2 separate regions of the Mus musculus genome follow, and region 2 is linked to region 1. Evidence: chromatin contacts called from public HiChIP or PLAC-seq data. All regions are on one chromosome and are shown on one strand. Each heading gives the region's core, a stretch centred on a gene start, on an enhancer-like site or on the middle of the called end of the contact. The rest is flanking DNA. Distances are from core to core; before and after follow the strand shown. Region 1 holds the start of Plxnd1 (plexin D1). Region 2 holds the start of Tmem40 (transmembrane protein 40).

Region 1 (4,421 bases), core at 774-3,273:
CACACACCTGTTTGCCAACCAGGTGGCCTCACTAGGGAACCAATCACTTCCCAAATAACAGTGTCCCCTGGCACGGGCTCCCACTGGGAGTTTACATCCCTGCAGGTCTACACTCTTGGGATCTCCGATGGGTGTCCCTGTCACATACTCAGCCCTTCCGACCCACATGCCCTTTATCTTCAGTGCCAGGTGCCACACCCATCACACATCTGCCAGGGTGCAGAGGTATGTCCTAAGGGCACCTGCACTCTCCCTAAACACTCTCCTGGTGTCACTCCCCTCTCTCAGTTCAGCACACACCTGTGGCCCCCACCTGCAGAGCTGATTTGTAGGTGCGCTGTCTTCGGGGAACACCTGGGTACCTTGACAACCTAGACCTCCCCACTTAGGTGTGCGCACCTGTGACCCAGTACGCTCCCGGGCCAGCACCGCTGGCAGTAACCAATCCTCTGGGATATCTGCGTGCATACTGTATCCCCGCACACGCCCCTCAGGTCTATGGCTTACCTGTATGTTGCGCTTGCTCTCGCAGGCCGGCCCGGTGCCCTGCACCACACTGTCCAACACCGCCACCACGTCGGGCGCCGGCTCCACGAAGCAGGCGGTGCGCGCTGCACGAATGGCAGCCTGCACGTCGTCGAAGCGGAAGGCGCAAAGCGCGGCCGGGGCGTTGCGGGCACCTGGGGCGCCCTGGGGCCTCTCGAAGACAGCGAAGAACTGCTCGCGCGCGGGGAAAACCGACACGAGGCGGCTGTAGAGGTCGCCGCGGCCCGCGCCGCCCGCGCACTGCAAGCCCAGTTGGATGTAGGACTCGGTGAGCTTCTTGGCGTCGCCACCCGCGCCGCGGGGCAGGCAGATGCGCGCCAGCAGGCTGCGCGCCTGGCTGTCCTTGTCGCCCGCACGCGCCTCGCTGTTGAGCGCCAGGTACGCGTAGGGCTGCGCGCTGTGCGGTGGCACCGCCGGGTGCAAGAAGGCACGCACGAAGCCCAGCTTGTGCTGCTCCTTGGCGCCCTGCTTGATCTTCAGGATGTTATCGTCCGACGGGTTAAGGTCGAAGGTGAAGAGCTTGGCCAAGTCTCCACGCGCGTCCAGGGAGCGGATAGCGATCTCGGGCGTGTTCTCGAAGCGGTGGTCTTCTAGGCTACGGTTGCGCGGGAAGAAAGCGCTGCCGAAGCCGGTGTACGTGGCGCCCACGAGCAGACGGCTGCCCCCGGTGCCCGAGGTAGGCGGCAGCACCAGTCCCACAGTGGACGCGTTGGGGTGGTTGGCGGCCACGTTGAGCATGCTGGGGAACACGGTGACCGGTTCTGCGGTCGGCGCGGCAGGCGGAAAGCTCACGGCCAGGGCTGAGATGTTGCCCCGGCGCCTCAGCTGGCACAGACCCTGGTAGATGGAGCCGCACGCGACCACCAGACCCTGGCCCGGGTCCAACTGCAGGATTTTGTTGTAGTTGTCCGTGAGGCGCCGCGGGTGCTCGCACGAGGCCTGCGGGAGCTGCGGGGCGTGACACAGCGGGCTGTCCGGCACGGGACCCACGGTCGCCTCGGCTTCCAGGCTCAAGTTGGCACTCGACAGTTGGTACAGGCGGTTCACTGCCGCCAAGTACACGGTGCCCGCCGTGCCGTCCAGGGCGAAGTTGTTGGTGGGCGTGGGCGAGGGGAAACGGCGCTGGATCTCTAGGGCGCCGGCCCGTGCCGCCCCGAGCAGCAGCAGCAGAGGCAGCGGCAGCAGACCAGGGCCCCGCGAGTGAGGGCGCGGACGCAAGGGGACGGCCGCGGCGGCCCGGGCGCTAGGGGGTGCGCCGCCCGCGGCGCGACGAGCCATCCAGGCGAGCGCGGGCTGCGCGGCGCGGCGAGTGCATGGGGCGCGGCGCGGCCGGGAGCCGGGAGCTCGGAGGCGGCGAGAGGCGGGGGGGGGGCCCGGGCCGCGAGGCGCTTCCTGCCCGCGCCTGCCGCCCCCGGCCCCGGCGCCCCGGCCCGACTCTGGCGAGGCGCTCAGCCCGGGGGCGGCTCCGTGGAGACCACGCCCACAGCCCATCTCCCCGCCCCAGCAGCTTGGCCCACGCCCTTTCGCCCCGGGCCACGCCCCCGGCCACGCCTCTGGGCCACGCCCCGCGGTCCGAGGTCACTGGTGGCCGATACCCGGGCAGTCGCAAGTTGCCTGCCTCTTTCCTGGTTCCTGGCCAGCTCCTGGAATGTCTTCCTCTCGCTTGTTTGTTATCCTTCCTCTCTTTCTCCTCGCTCTAGTACCTTCTCTGTTCTGTTTCTGGGCTCCCGTTTGCCTTCCACCGCCTCTCAGAGTTTCGCTCTTTCAATCTCTCGGACTCCCCTACTCCGATCCTGTCAACTCCGCCCCGTGTCTCTCCCGCGTCACTCCCTCTCCCTCATCTGCGTTTCCTTTTTTTTTTTTTTCTTTCTGTTCCCGCTGCTCTCCCTCTCTACTCTTTTCCTCTCCTTGCCCCTAAAGCCCTCCATTTCCCCTCAACCGCCTGCCCCTTCTGGCCACAGTCCCCCTCCCCGCCCCCCCCGCCCCCCCCCCCCCCCGCTCACACCCCCTATGTTCTCCAAGCCTCACTCTAAAGACCAGCCAGACCAGGGACATCAGGCCCCTGGCTAACCTATGGTCTGTTCCCCGAACTGCTCTGTAAAAGGAGTTTGCAAGCAGCAGGCTCCGGGGACAAACTTGACAATCCCACAGCAAAAGTAGGAAACTGTGTTGAGAGGAAGTTCATTCCTCTTGCAAGGGCAGGCTGGGCTGAGCAGAACACCAGACACAGGGCCTTACTTTCTGGATAGAGCCAAACCCCGCAGACCCCCAGGACCTTGCCCTTAGGCCAAGGTTCTGAGAAACCTAAAGTCATTCCACATATGAGCTGGCACTGGGCACCGGACTCCTTTGACCTTCAAAGGAACAGGTAGGCCCTGGGATAAAGGCAAGGAGTCATTTTCCTAAGGTCATAGAAACCCAGGTGATCCTCTCCATAGCATGGGAGTGCCCACATAGGACCACACCAAATGCTAACCTCCTTACAAAGACTCAACCCACTTTCCGTGCATGGAAACTGAGGCCCCAGAAGTAAAGCCCAAAATACACCGCTAAGGGGGAAGGTGGGACACAGACCCATTGTTTGAAGCCACAGTTCCAGCTACAAGTTCTCAGTCAGGGTCTCCTAGCAGCTTGCAGCTGTCACTTGAGGCCTAGTGGCCCTCTCTCAGAGGGTGACCTTGCTCCCACCAGATAGGAAGGAAGGATGGGGAGGGGCTTTCCCTGTGCCTGAAGGGTCAGCAGCAAGGGCTCAGAGCCCAGCCATCCCCATTTCCCTGGCCCCCACCCCAACCTTCCTGTCCCTGTGCCTGCCTGCCGGCTTGCCTGCCATGTTCCAGCCCATTCATGGCCTTGGCTTTGATGGTCAGGAGTGTTCCTTGGCAGGAAATTGGAGACTTATGTCCTGCCTCCACCCCCAACTGAGCACCCAGGGGACTTGCCTCTACCTCTGTTTGGGGAAGGCCCGAGTCATGCTCTCCCTGTGAGCCACAGGCCCTCCACTCCACTGGACAGCCCCAGCACAGATTATAGGCTTGTCTTCCTCTGCCCTCCCTCTCTGTCTCTCTCCCTCTCTCTACCCTCTGTCTTCACACAGTATCTCTGGTCTCATTCTCCATCCTCTCCCCACCCCCTCCTTGCTTCCTTCCTGTCCCTCTCTTGCTTTCTTGCCGCATCCTGCAGCTCCCCCCACTGAGCCTCGAGGATAATGCTTTATGACATCTCGGTTTAGCTGGCCAGATGGATTGTTTTGTGTATTGTGGACAAACTTCCTGCTAAGCTGGTAGATTTCTGCCATCACCCCACCTTCAGCGTTTGGGACCTGAATTCTAGGGTCTGAATATATTCACATAAACTGAAGTAGGAATTATAGTGTGGCCTCCAGCAAGGTGCTTGCCCTCTCTGAGCCTGTTTCCTGTGGACCATATAATAGCACACTACTGCTAGGTTGAGTCATGGCCCCACAGCCCCTGCTAAAGTCGGGAGGAAGGGCAGGAGGAGGCAATAGATCATGGCTCCTGCCTGTTTTATGTCTTGAATCCCATAGTAGTTAATGGGTTATCTGGGGGTAAACACCACCCACAGTTCTGCCACCACTATCTCACAACCTTCTTTGCACCAGAAGACAAAACAGGGGTCACTGAGCCCATTTCACAGACGGAGAAACTGAGGCATCAGCAATAGGACTGGAACTCAGTTTTCTCTCTAAGACCAAGGTTACTCCTGGGTGGGCAGAGATGTGAGGAGGGAGTGGGGAGGGAAGTCCTTGCTGAGATTCTGGGGGTCCTCCCAGGATAAATAAATAAAATTGGGTATCCATTGGGAGACAGGTAGATGGCACCCAGCACACTGACGGAGGTAGTTATACCCACATCCAG
Region 2 (4,421 bases), core at 1,254-3,753, 240 kb before region 1:
GTGTCCTTAGAGCCATGGCAGCAAGGTAAGATTGTGTAGCCTGTCCTGGAGAACAGGTTTGCAGTTCCTCAAAATGCTAATCATAGTTACCAGCTGATCCTGGACTTCACTGCTAGGTATATACTCAAAAGAATTGAGCCGGGCGGTGGTGGTGGCACACACCTTTAATCCCAGCACTTGGGAGGCAGAGGCAGGTGGATTTCTGAGTTCGAGGCCAGCCTGGTCTACAGAGTGAGTTCCAGGACAGCCAGGGCTATACAGAGAAACCCTGTCTTGAAAAGCCAGGAAAAAAAAAAAAGAATTGAATTCTGGGCTGCTCAATGGGTAAAGGTGCTTGCCACCAAGCCTGACAACCAGAGTTCAATCCCCAGGACTTAACAACAGGAGAGAACCAACTCCAACAAGTTGTACTCTCACCTCTACACATGCACCATAGTATGTGCACATGCACACAAACATACCCACCTCCCACACTAAGTAAGTATAACTTAGAAAGAAAGTTTAAAAAGAAGTGAAAACCCATAGGTACACAGGGACCAGTGCCTGAACAACTGTGGCAGCATCATTGAAAATAGCCCGACGGTGGAAACAACAGAAGTCTCTGTCAACTGGCCAATGGATGCACAGCCATGCAGGGGAAGGCAGGGCGATCTAATGTCATGTGGATGAGCATCCAAGTCAGAAGGGACTAAATACTGCACACACACAGATTGCCCAGCCAGGGATGGTGAGGGAGATCAGAGGGTAAACGTGACACCAAACCTGACCTCCTGAGTTCAGTTTCCCATCATTCACATAGCAGAAGGCGAGAACTAGCTCTCAAAAGTTGGTGGCACACACCTTTAATCCCAGCACTCGGGAGGCAGAGGCAGGCGGATTTCTGAGTTCGAGGCCAGCCTGGTCTACAGAGTGAGTTCCAAGACAGCCAGGACTACCCAGAGAAACCCTGTCTTGAGAAAGAAAAAAAAAAAGTTGTCCTCTCATCTCCACATTTGTGTCATAGCATGCACAATGTACACATGTATTCCACACACACACATATTAAACAAACAGACACATTTTTTTCTTTTACAGGCTCCGAAATGCCTAGCTATATCCATGGGGTCAAAGCAACTAGTTCCTGAGGGGGAAGTGCCCGTTGTACAGGACCAGCCCTATCCTGGGATGAGAAGTGTTTTGAATTTGATAGCCAAGGTTGTATAATTCAGTGAGTCTATGGGAAACCTCTGAATTGTCCTTGTAAAGAGGGAACGATTACAGCAGACAAAGCCCATCTGTCAATAAAGGAGGCAGGTGAGACAGGCTTTCATGTAGCCCAGGCTGGCCTTGAACTTATTGTATAGTTGAGGGTGACTTTGAACTCCTGATTCTCCTGACCCCATCTCCCAAGTGCTGGGGTTACAGGTATATGTTGTCATGTCTGGTTCAACAAAGCTGTTTCAGAGAGAGAGGGACAGAGAGAGACAGAAAGACAGAGGAAGAGTCTCACACACACACACACACACACACAGGTGGGGGAGAACAGACGTGGCTGAGAAAGCAGCTTCAGGAGAATGTTAGAGCCAGATGGGCTAGTGTGGCAGAGGCCACATCACCCAGAGTTCTGGTCCCACTCTCTACAGATCTGTTTCCTTGACCAAAACAGGGTGTCCCCCCCCCACAACTCCACCACTACCACCACCACCACCACCACCACACACATTATTTTCACCATGCCTCCCCTAACACATGCTCCTACCTCTAGGTAGGGCCCTGGATTATCTAGGGCAGTTTTAAACAGAACTAAAGAGGACAATAGCACCATTCTGTCCCCTTTAAAAGACCTGTTGGGGGCTTGAGGACCAGGATACTCTGAGCAGAAACCACCGGATGAGGATGGCTGTCATAGGGAGAAGTAACCCCCAAGAGGGCTGAGTGTGGTTCCCTGGGGTCTGCCAGCACCCTCTCCCCTGGGGCCATCCCTCGTGATGAGAGGCTATGAGGGAGGAAGGTGGCTTTACCTGATCTGAGCCAGAGGCCGAGGCTGAGACCCTTTGCATTCCCTAAGCTTCTGGCTTCCACCACAACAGGCTGAGAAAAGCCTCTAGATACTTAGTCAAATCCTTCATTTCCAAATGGGGAAACTGAGGTCCAGTGAGGCCAGGCATTTCTAAAAGTCCACAGCAAGCCAGTGATAAGAGTCAGCGCTGGTCATGGACTGTCTAAGCTATGGAAGTGTCAAAACAAATATGAGGGGCAAATGGTCCATCCTGCCCCGATGTCATCCACAACGGACACTGAGGGGCCTCAGCAAGCCAGGGAGGTGCAGAGCTGGGCTTCCATCCCAGGCCACCAAGGAAGCACAGGGAGCCTAAAGATCAACCATGTCTCCCAATCCTCTTGAAACCACCCCGATCCACCCCCACCCCTGCTTGACCAGTCCCATGTCCCATGTCCCATTACCTGGAGTCCCTGGGCTCATGTGAGCTGCAAGGTGAGCTGTGTGTTGACTGTGAATGTGGCCGGGCTGGGGAAGGAGAGGCCATGGCACCGTGACAGCAGAGGGCGGGGCAACCATGACGTTGCCCCTGGGCCCCCGCTGGCTCACCCTGGTGCTGTGGCATTGGCATTCCTTCCTGTGGTGCTATCAGCCCCCAGGCCTTCCTGTCTGACTTGCCTCTTCCCCCAGCATCCTAAGAGGGGCTGATGGTGGCAAACACACCCCCACAGACCCCAGGATCACACTAAAACCTGAAGCCCCGAGTGGCAACCATGGTGGACCTCCCCAGGTCGTGACAAACTCCAGGAAGGGAGGAGTTGAGGGTTTGTCTTGGGTTCCTCCTCCTTGCCCAGGCGGCTGATTCAGGTTCCAGCCATGTGTCCCGACCTGCCCTGCAAGTTAGAAGATGCTGTCATGTTCCCTGCTTCTGGATACCAAGGCTGGAGTGGTGTATGGAGAGGACGAGGGAGTTCAGGGACCATGGAGAGGGGCTGAAAGCCATACAGTGCTTCCCCTTGGGGAGGGAACTGGGTGGAAGCAAGGAGGCAGGTCAGGAGAGCAGCCGCCTGGCTAGGATGGGTAGGAACTCAGTCCTCAAGAGGCAGGAAACCAAGGGTTACCTCACCCAGCTGCCACCTCTGCGTTGTGCTCACTCATCAGTCACCCTGAGCAACAGGACAGGAAATGTTTGCTGCCACTGTCCAGGGGAGTACCGACCAGCAGGGATAAAAGGCAGGGCCATGAGCTTCCTGGAAAAGAAGGCCCCGCTCATCCTAGTCTCAGGCCCGACCCATGACTATTTGCTCAAGCTCAGCATGTGCTCAACCTGTGAAGCAAGTCCTACAGGCCTGCCTCTGTTGTCCCCCAAGCCCCACCCCTGCCCCCAATCCACTTCCACAGTCACCATGTGGTTCTTACACCACCACTTCTCTTCCCCGGCTTCTGCCCTGCCCCTCCCCCATTGCTGTCCAACTGGGCAGCCAATTTAGCTCCGTACCCACTATGAATAACTGTCAGTTCTCAGGGCACAGCCCATTCTCGAAGTCCATCTGCCCCATGCCTCTTGTTCCGACCTTAACTCTATGACAGCCTCTCTCCCTCAGCCAGTGCTATCCCAGATAGGCACCTACCTCAGGACCTTTGCACTGGCTGTTCTATTCAGAACTCTTTCCCTTAGAAAGCCTTCTTTCTTCACTCTTTAGGTCTCTATTCAAATGTTACCTTCCCAAAGGGCCTGCTGTGATCAGCCTGCTAGGACGCTAGCTCCTCCTCAGCCTACCTCAGCCTACCTCAGCCTGCCTCAGCCTGCCTCAGCCTGCCTCAGCCTGCCTCAGCCTGCCTCAGCCTGTTTCAGCCTGCCTCTGCCTGCCTCAGCCTGCCTCTGCCTGCCTCAGCCTGCCTCTGCCTGCCTCAGCCTGCCTCAGTCTGCCCTGCTGTTCCACACTCCACACGTTATTTTCTGGTGCAAATTTCCTCATTAAGCACGTGCTCTAGGATCTGGGACAGGGACCAATGTGTAGAAGGCATTCAGTCAATTTTGCTGCATGAGAAAGCGATCAGAAAGGTTAGCCTGATGTGTGCGTGTCTGGTGGTGGGGAGGGTGGAGGGCACACTCCAGACATCACTCCATATGGTATGAGAACAAACAAACAAACAAACAAACAACCTTATTTATTCTCATAATGTACTCACTTCAGATGAGCAAGAGACAAAATCACCTGGAAACCCCTTAGAAACTGCTAAACCCCCGGGGCCCTTCCTAGCCACATGCAATCACAAGTTGTCCCCAGGCTATCCTAGCACATCTGCGCTGACACATGCTCATGTCAGAGCCCCACCAGTCTGAATGTTTTCTGCCATCTTGAAGGCTTAAATGACTGGCACACAGGAAGTGCCTTCTCAAAGGAATCGTCTAACTTTGGTTTCCCTTCTTCTGATTCTG

What was found. HiChIP or PLAC-seq counts read pairs in DNA pulled down with a chosen protein or histone mark.
Region 2: a contact with region 1 is called in a FOXA1 HiChIP or PLAC-seq map of pancreatic cancer cells. The contact joins the promoter of Tmem40 here to the promoter of Plxnd1 in region 1. A contact is called at or near these places in 2 of 115 datasets of contacts at active chromatin or transcription factors (microglia and pancreatic cancer cells).

What each region holds. Positions count from the first base shown.
Region 1 is chr6:115,992,982-115,997,402 of GRCm38.p6, forward strand. It overlaps Plxnd1 (plexin D1), which reads right to left and starts at 2,024. Exons shown (of 36, transcript NM_026376.3): 1 at 508-2,024. The coding sequence starts at 1,824.
Region 2 is chr6:115,756,496-115,760,916 of GRCm38.p6, forward strand. Tmem40 (transmembrane protein 40) reads right to left here and starts at 2,504. Exons shown (of 12, transcript NM_144805.2): 1 at 2,443-2,504.